Linked DNA regions of Sus scrofa: region 2 is linked to region 1. The links are chromatin contacts, called in public HiChIP or PLAC-seq maps. All regions are on one chromosome and are shown on one strand. The core of a region is the stretch at or near the end of the contact, and the rest is flanking DNA. Distances in the headings are between cores, read along the strand shown. Region 1 overlaps RUNX1 (runt related transcription factor 1). Region 2 has its middle 73 kb from the start of RUNX1.

Region 1 (2,700 bases), core at 146-2,645:
GCGTTTGGAAGCCTCTGGACTAAAATTTCCCTTTTTCTTACTTTGTGAGGGTGACTCGGCATGCGAGCCTCTGCGACTCTCTGAAGGTCCTCTAACTTCTGCACCTCCATCTCCTCACTGGCCAAGCCTAGAGCCCTGATGTTGTCAGCAGGTTATTCAGAAGACCACATTATTTTTTTTTCACATCTTTAAAGTCTTTATTTTTTGTATTTTTAAAAATTTTGTTGAAGTATAGTTAATTTACAAGGCTATGATAAATTTCTGCGGTACAACAAAGTGATCCAGTCGTACAGAGACAAGACCACACTCAACCATTGCCGCTGAAGCACTTGGAAAAGCCAGGCACAGCTATCAGTGGTGAAGGATTATTATAAAACAAATCAGAGTGGAACTTTTTTTTTTCTTTTCTTTTTTAGGGCCACGCCCTCAGCATATGGAGGTTCCCGGGCTAGAGGTCAAATCAGAGCTACAGCTGCTGGCTTACACCACAGTCACAGCAATGCAGGATCTGAGATGGGTCTGCAACCTAGACCAGAGCTCACGGCAATGCCAGATCTTTAACCTACTGAGCAGGGCCAGGGATTTAACCTGCAACCTCATGGTTCCTAGTTGGATTTATTTCTGCTGTGCCACAACAGGAACTCCAAGAGTGGAACTATTTTGAGGGCCACCCTTCTGTGGAATGACATCCGATTATTTTGGGAAGTAAGAAGTGTCTAAGCAGACACTTTGTATAATCTGTGCATTTATAGAGGGAAAGGGAAGTTCCAAAAAAAAAAAATGAGTGTTTTTTTCCCCAGGTCCCTCAATAGCAGCTGATCTGGGGAACCCCTGACCTGTGCATTACTGCCATGCACCCAAACCTGCTACTCTATCAACAGCTGTGTTGCTACTTTTTTTTTTTTTTTTTAAGAGGGATAGACTTGTGAAATTTTATTTACAGAAAATTTAGAACTCACGAAAAACTAAGTTGATTTCTCCCCTTTCAAAGTGGCTTTCCAATTGCAATCACATAAATTAAACTCCAGCTTTGAAGAAACTGCGGGGACTGAGTCATGAATCTCCCAGGAGAGGTACGGAGAACCCCTTGAAACTCTCGAGAAATTAATGCAATAAGATGCAAAGAACGACTGTGACTAATCCTCTACCTGAAACGTCAGTTGGGAAAGGATGTTTCAAACTGTATGGGAAAAGCAGAAGGGAAAATGCCCCTTGCCTCTCTTTGACGATCTAAACTGAAAGCAAGGGAAGAACCAAAAAAATGTCAGCCTAAACGTCCCATTTTGTCTCTCCAGTGGGAAAGTGTCGCGTAAAACACAGGCCAGGCCGAGATGATGCATGAGGTGGTTGCTCAATGCTGTGTTGTGACACTTCTTAACTGTCACCAAGGGCTGGCCAGGGTGGTGATGGTTGCATCAGTCCCTCTGCAAGGTGTTTCCTGGGCTTTGCAGACAGGGTGGTTCGGGGGCGGTACAATCTCTCTTCTTGTGGAGGCCAGATAAAGCCTCCTGCTCCGGGCCACTATCTTTCAGTGCTGAAGCTGTAGATAATACTGTTTCAAACCCGCTGCCCAAGTCCTGCTTTCCCAGTTTATAAGTCTTTATTGCTAAAGTCTTTTGTGTGTGTTTTATCAGACACATTTTATCGTACTTCTCCAAACGCCCTTTGTCAGAGTCAGCCTTTGAACTTTTGCATATACATTGAATGTGACCGAAGATTCAGGACAAGTAAAGGGCTTATCTTATAATTCTAAAGAAAGAGGAACAGAGTCATCGATCTTTCTGCTATAATAGATCTTCTCGAGGTCTGTGTGTGTGTGTGTGTGTGTGTGTGTGTGTGTGTCAGCGCTAGTGGGCACGCCTGCTGGGAGGACAGGAGTATAATTTGGCTCTGTTTAAGCTATTGTGCAACAGATAAGCTACACAACTAGTTTATGCCTGTTGTTTCTGCACAAATTAAACCTCAATCCTGGTGCAGTGCAAAAAATGCTCATGGCCAGCCTGTGTTGGATGGTGCAAAAGGCCACTGAGACTGGGCCTGACATTGGGGCCCTATTCACAGGACTCCCTGTGTGGACAGCACACCAGGCCAACTTCTATGTTCTCTTTTTGGGGTGAGATGTCAGCCAGGGCCTTAATAAGACTCTTGCTCTCCTCTCATTTGACACGGACGCTCTCTGGAACTGAGCTCCAGCCCTGCCAGAGGAATGATGCTCGCTCATGTTAAGTTCATCTCCGTGATGCAGCAAGCTGATGGAATCCATTTGGATTACATCAAATGGGTTTATAACATCGCCCCTCCCTTCTCATTTTTTTTGCATGTCTCACGTCAAACCCAACCCTGCAATTGTGAAAATCAACTAGGAAAGAAGAGATAAGGGACAGGTGAGAGTGGCACTGCCCTCTTCTCTGGGCACAGAGGCAACTTTTTTTTTTTTTTTTTTTTTTTTTGTAGGGCTGAACCCAAGGCATATGGAAGTTCTCAGGCTAGGGGCTGATTCAGAGCTGTAGCTGCCTGCCTACACCACAGCCACAGCAATGCTAGATCTGAGCTGCGTCTTCAACTTACACCACAGCTCACGGACATACCGGATCCTTAACCCGCTGAGTGAGGCCAGGGATCGTACCCAAATCCTCATGGATACTAGTAAGGTTCCTAACCTGCTGAGCCACAGTGGGAACTCTGACAACTTCTTAATAC
Region 2 (2,700 bases), core at 23-2,522, 220 kb after region 1:
TAATATGATTTCCATTGTAGCAATATTTAGCACCTCTATCGCACGGCGTAATTATAGCACCAGATTGTGGTCTGTAGTCATTCTGTTGTGCATTCGATCTCTATGGTCTCATCTACTACTTGTTGCAATTGTGCACCCTTACACGACGTTTTGCTCCCTAAACATTCCAAAAAGTGCAGATCAGAGAGAGATTTACAATAGAAGGAGTGTGTACTGCGTCTACATAGTAGAAAGATACCACGTCCGGTACAGGGCAACTTATCTAAATACCCACAGAACACATTCCTGTCCCCCAGTTGCAAGAATGCTGCTGAATCCTGTATCCAGAATATGAAAAAAAATAAAGACAAAAATGAAACACACTGAGACTTATTTTTTAAAGGTCTGTTAAAGGATAAACATGCACAGGGGAAGGTTTTTATTAAGTAGTCTTTACTGTGCATAGAGGTATTTGCACATTTTACCAACTGCCTGACTAATGCATGCCAGAATAAGAAAACTTTTTTCCTTGCTGGATTTTTTTTTTTTTTTATCTCCATGAGATTTTCTGCTGGGATTCTACGTCTTATAAAAGGATAAGACAGATTTGGTTGACCACGTGGGACACTGGATCCTTGCATATGGTGACTTTACTGCTGGTTCTGGCTTGATTAACCGGTTACCTAGAAAGTGAATATGGAATAGAGTTGGTAAAGAATCAAAAAGGTGATTTAAAAGAGCTGAAAGTAAGTTTGTACTTCCCATAGCACTCCCGAATATCTGGATATCGAGGGCTTTGTTGACAGGTGACAGTTCTGGGCGTGAAACCCCAAATGACCCCGGGTTCATTTCTCATCCCGGTGGCCTTGGGAAGGAAGTTTTCAATTGGAGAGTTTTAGGCTGTAACCGATATGGACAAATAGAGTCACTGGCACTGGTTTTCCATCGTGATTAGGAGCTGGAGTCTACCTTGGCCGCCCATATGCCTTGTTTTAAGGGGAGTCGAGAGCCACCTAGTTTATGTCCTTGTTTGAGCCTCCCCCACCAATTAGTGTCAGAGGCGAGCCTGATGTCAGGGCTGCTGGTTCTTACTTCTGGGCTCCTTCCTCCAGGGTGGGTGGGTCCCTTCCTGCAGAGACAGCATCTGCTCTGAAGCATTCATGCCTCAAGAGTGACATGACATGTTTCAGCATCTATTACACTCTGGAAACTGGCATCCATTGTCATCCATCACTTGGAACCAGCAAGTTCTCATTCCCTACTCTGCTTTAACTCGAACCTCATGTGATGTCCCCATACATCTTTCCCAATCCATACTGACCTTCAGCATCACTAACCCTAATAGGAGATTTCACTTCCCAGTTTGCTCTTAGGGAAAAAGGCCAAAAATTAATTCCCAGGTTCCTCCCCCACCCCTGACTCACTTTCTTTGTGATCATCTTTCCTAATCCCCGCTTGTCGGCACGATGAATTGCAGGAAACACACCATTGTGGTTTTTCAAGCCCTCCACGTTTGAGAGATTCATTGATTTTGTCTACTTTTGACACTCACAAGTGGGAACATGGCATCAGCCTGGCCTCTGGTGAGCTAATAGATAAGAAAGAAGAAAGAATATTGGCACATCTAAAAAGGGGCGAGACTGAGTAACATGGTAATATTAAAGCAACGGTGAGTTGTAAAATAAGTGTGCACCTATTTCCAGAAAGCATCAGGTGCTGCCTCAATGAAAATGTTGAATTTCAAGCCCTGGGGAAAAGTCCCTCCAATTTTGGTTGACTTTAATTTAAATGAACAACTATTTCTGGAACACTTTCTGTGCCATCTCCTGTCATCCCATTAGCTGCCTGTCACCAACTCAGTGACCATAAGGTACAAGGCCAGACTCCTCTAGAGCATCCATACTTTATTTTCTTTCCCAATTTCCTTTCTTAACACTTATCTAAGTCTTTTTTTTTCTTCTTTTTATGGCAGCACCTGAGGCATACGGAAGTTCCCGAGCTAGGGCTCAAATCAGCTATAGCCGCAGGCTTACGCCACAGCCACAGCAATGCCAGATCTGAGCTGCCTCTGAGACATATGCCATGGCTTCTGGTAACACCAGATGCTTAACCCACTGAGCAAAGCCAGGGATAAAACCCCCATCTTCAGAGAGACTGCATCAGGTTCTTAACCCACCCAGCCACAATGGGAACTCCTAAACTTTACTGTAAAGAAAGAAATATGTGAATGTACTTCATGCCACTTACTGTACATTGAAACATGTCTCAAAGGATAAATTTTATGTTATTTGTATTTTTCCACAATATAAAAGAAATGATTTCAGAAAGGAAAAAGAGTATTTTTTTTATTATTGTTATTTTTGGCTTTTTGTCTATTCAGCACCCCCCCCGCCCCGAGGCATATGGAAGTTCCCAGGCTAGGGGTCTGATCGGAGCTGTAGCCACTAGCTTACACCACAGCCACAGCAATGCAGGATCCAGGCTGCATCTGCGACCTACACCACAGCTCAGGGCAACGCCAGATCCTTAACCCATTGAGCAAGGCCAGGGATTGAACCTGCCACCTCATGGTTCCTAGTTGGATTCATTTCCACTGCCCCACGAAGGGAACTCCGGATAAAGAATATTTAAAAACAAACAAACAGGATTTTAGCTGCAGGTAAAGAGTAAACTTAAGATGAAAGATATGGAGTTCCTGCTGTGGCCCAATGGGATAGGCAG

What was found. HiChIP or PLAC-seq counts read pairs in DNA pulled down with a chosen protein or histone mark.
Region 2: a contact with region 1 is called in an H3K27ac HiChIP or PLAC-seq map of alveolar macrophages. The contact joins two enhancer-like sites. A contact is called at or near these places in 1 of 47 Hi-C or Micro-C datasets (embryonic fibroblasts) and 1 of 2 datasets of contacts at active chromatin or transcription factors (alveolar macrophages).

What each region holds. Positions count from the first base shown.
Region 1 is chr13:198,487,551-198,490,250 of Sscrofa11.1, forward strand. All of the region lies in intron 1 of RUNX1 (runt related transcription factor 1), which reads right to left. Among named protein-coding and RNA genes, the nearest start is that of RUNX1, 150 kb to the right of the region's middle. Within about 2 kb of position 1,396, at least 12 of the 83 cell types and tissues checked have an H3K27ac peak or open chromatin away from gene starts, as enhancers often do. A contact at or near this core is called in alveolar macrophages, where this site is marked.
Region 2 is chr13:198,706,614-198,709,313 of Sscrofa11.1, forward strand. No RefSeq gene overlaps it. Among named protein-coding and RNA genes, the nearest start is that of RUNX1, 73 kb to the left of the region's middle. Within about 2 kb of position 1,273, at least 2 of the 83 cell types and tissues checked have an H3K27ac peak or open chromatin away from gene starts, as enhancers often do. A contact at or near this core is called in alveolar macrophages, where this site is marked.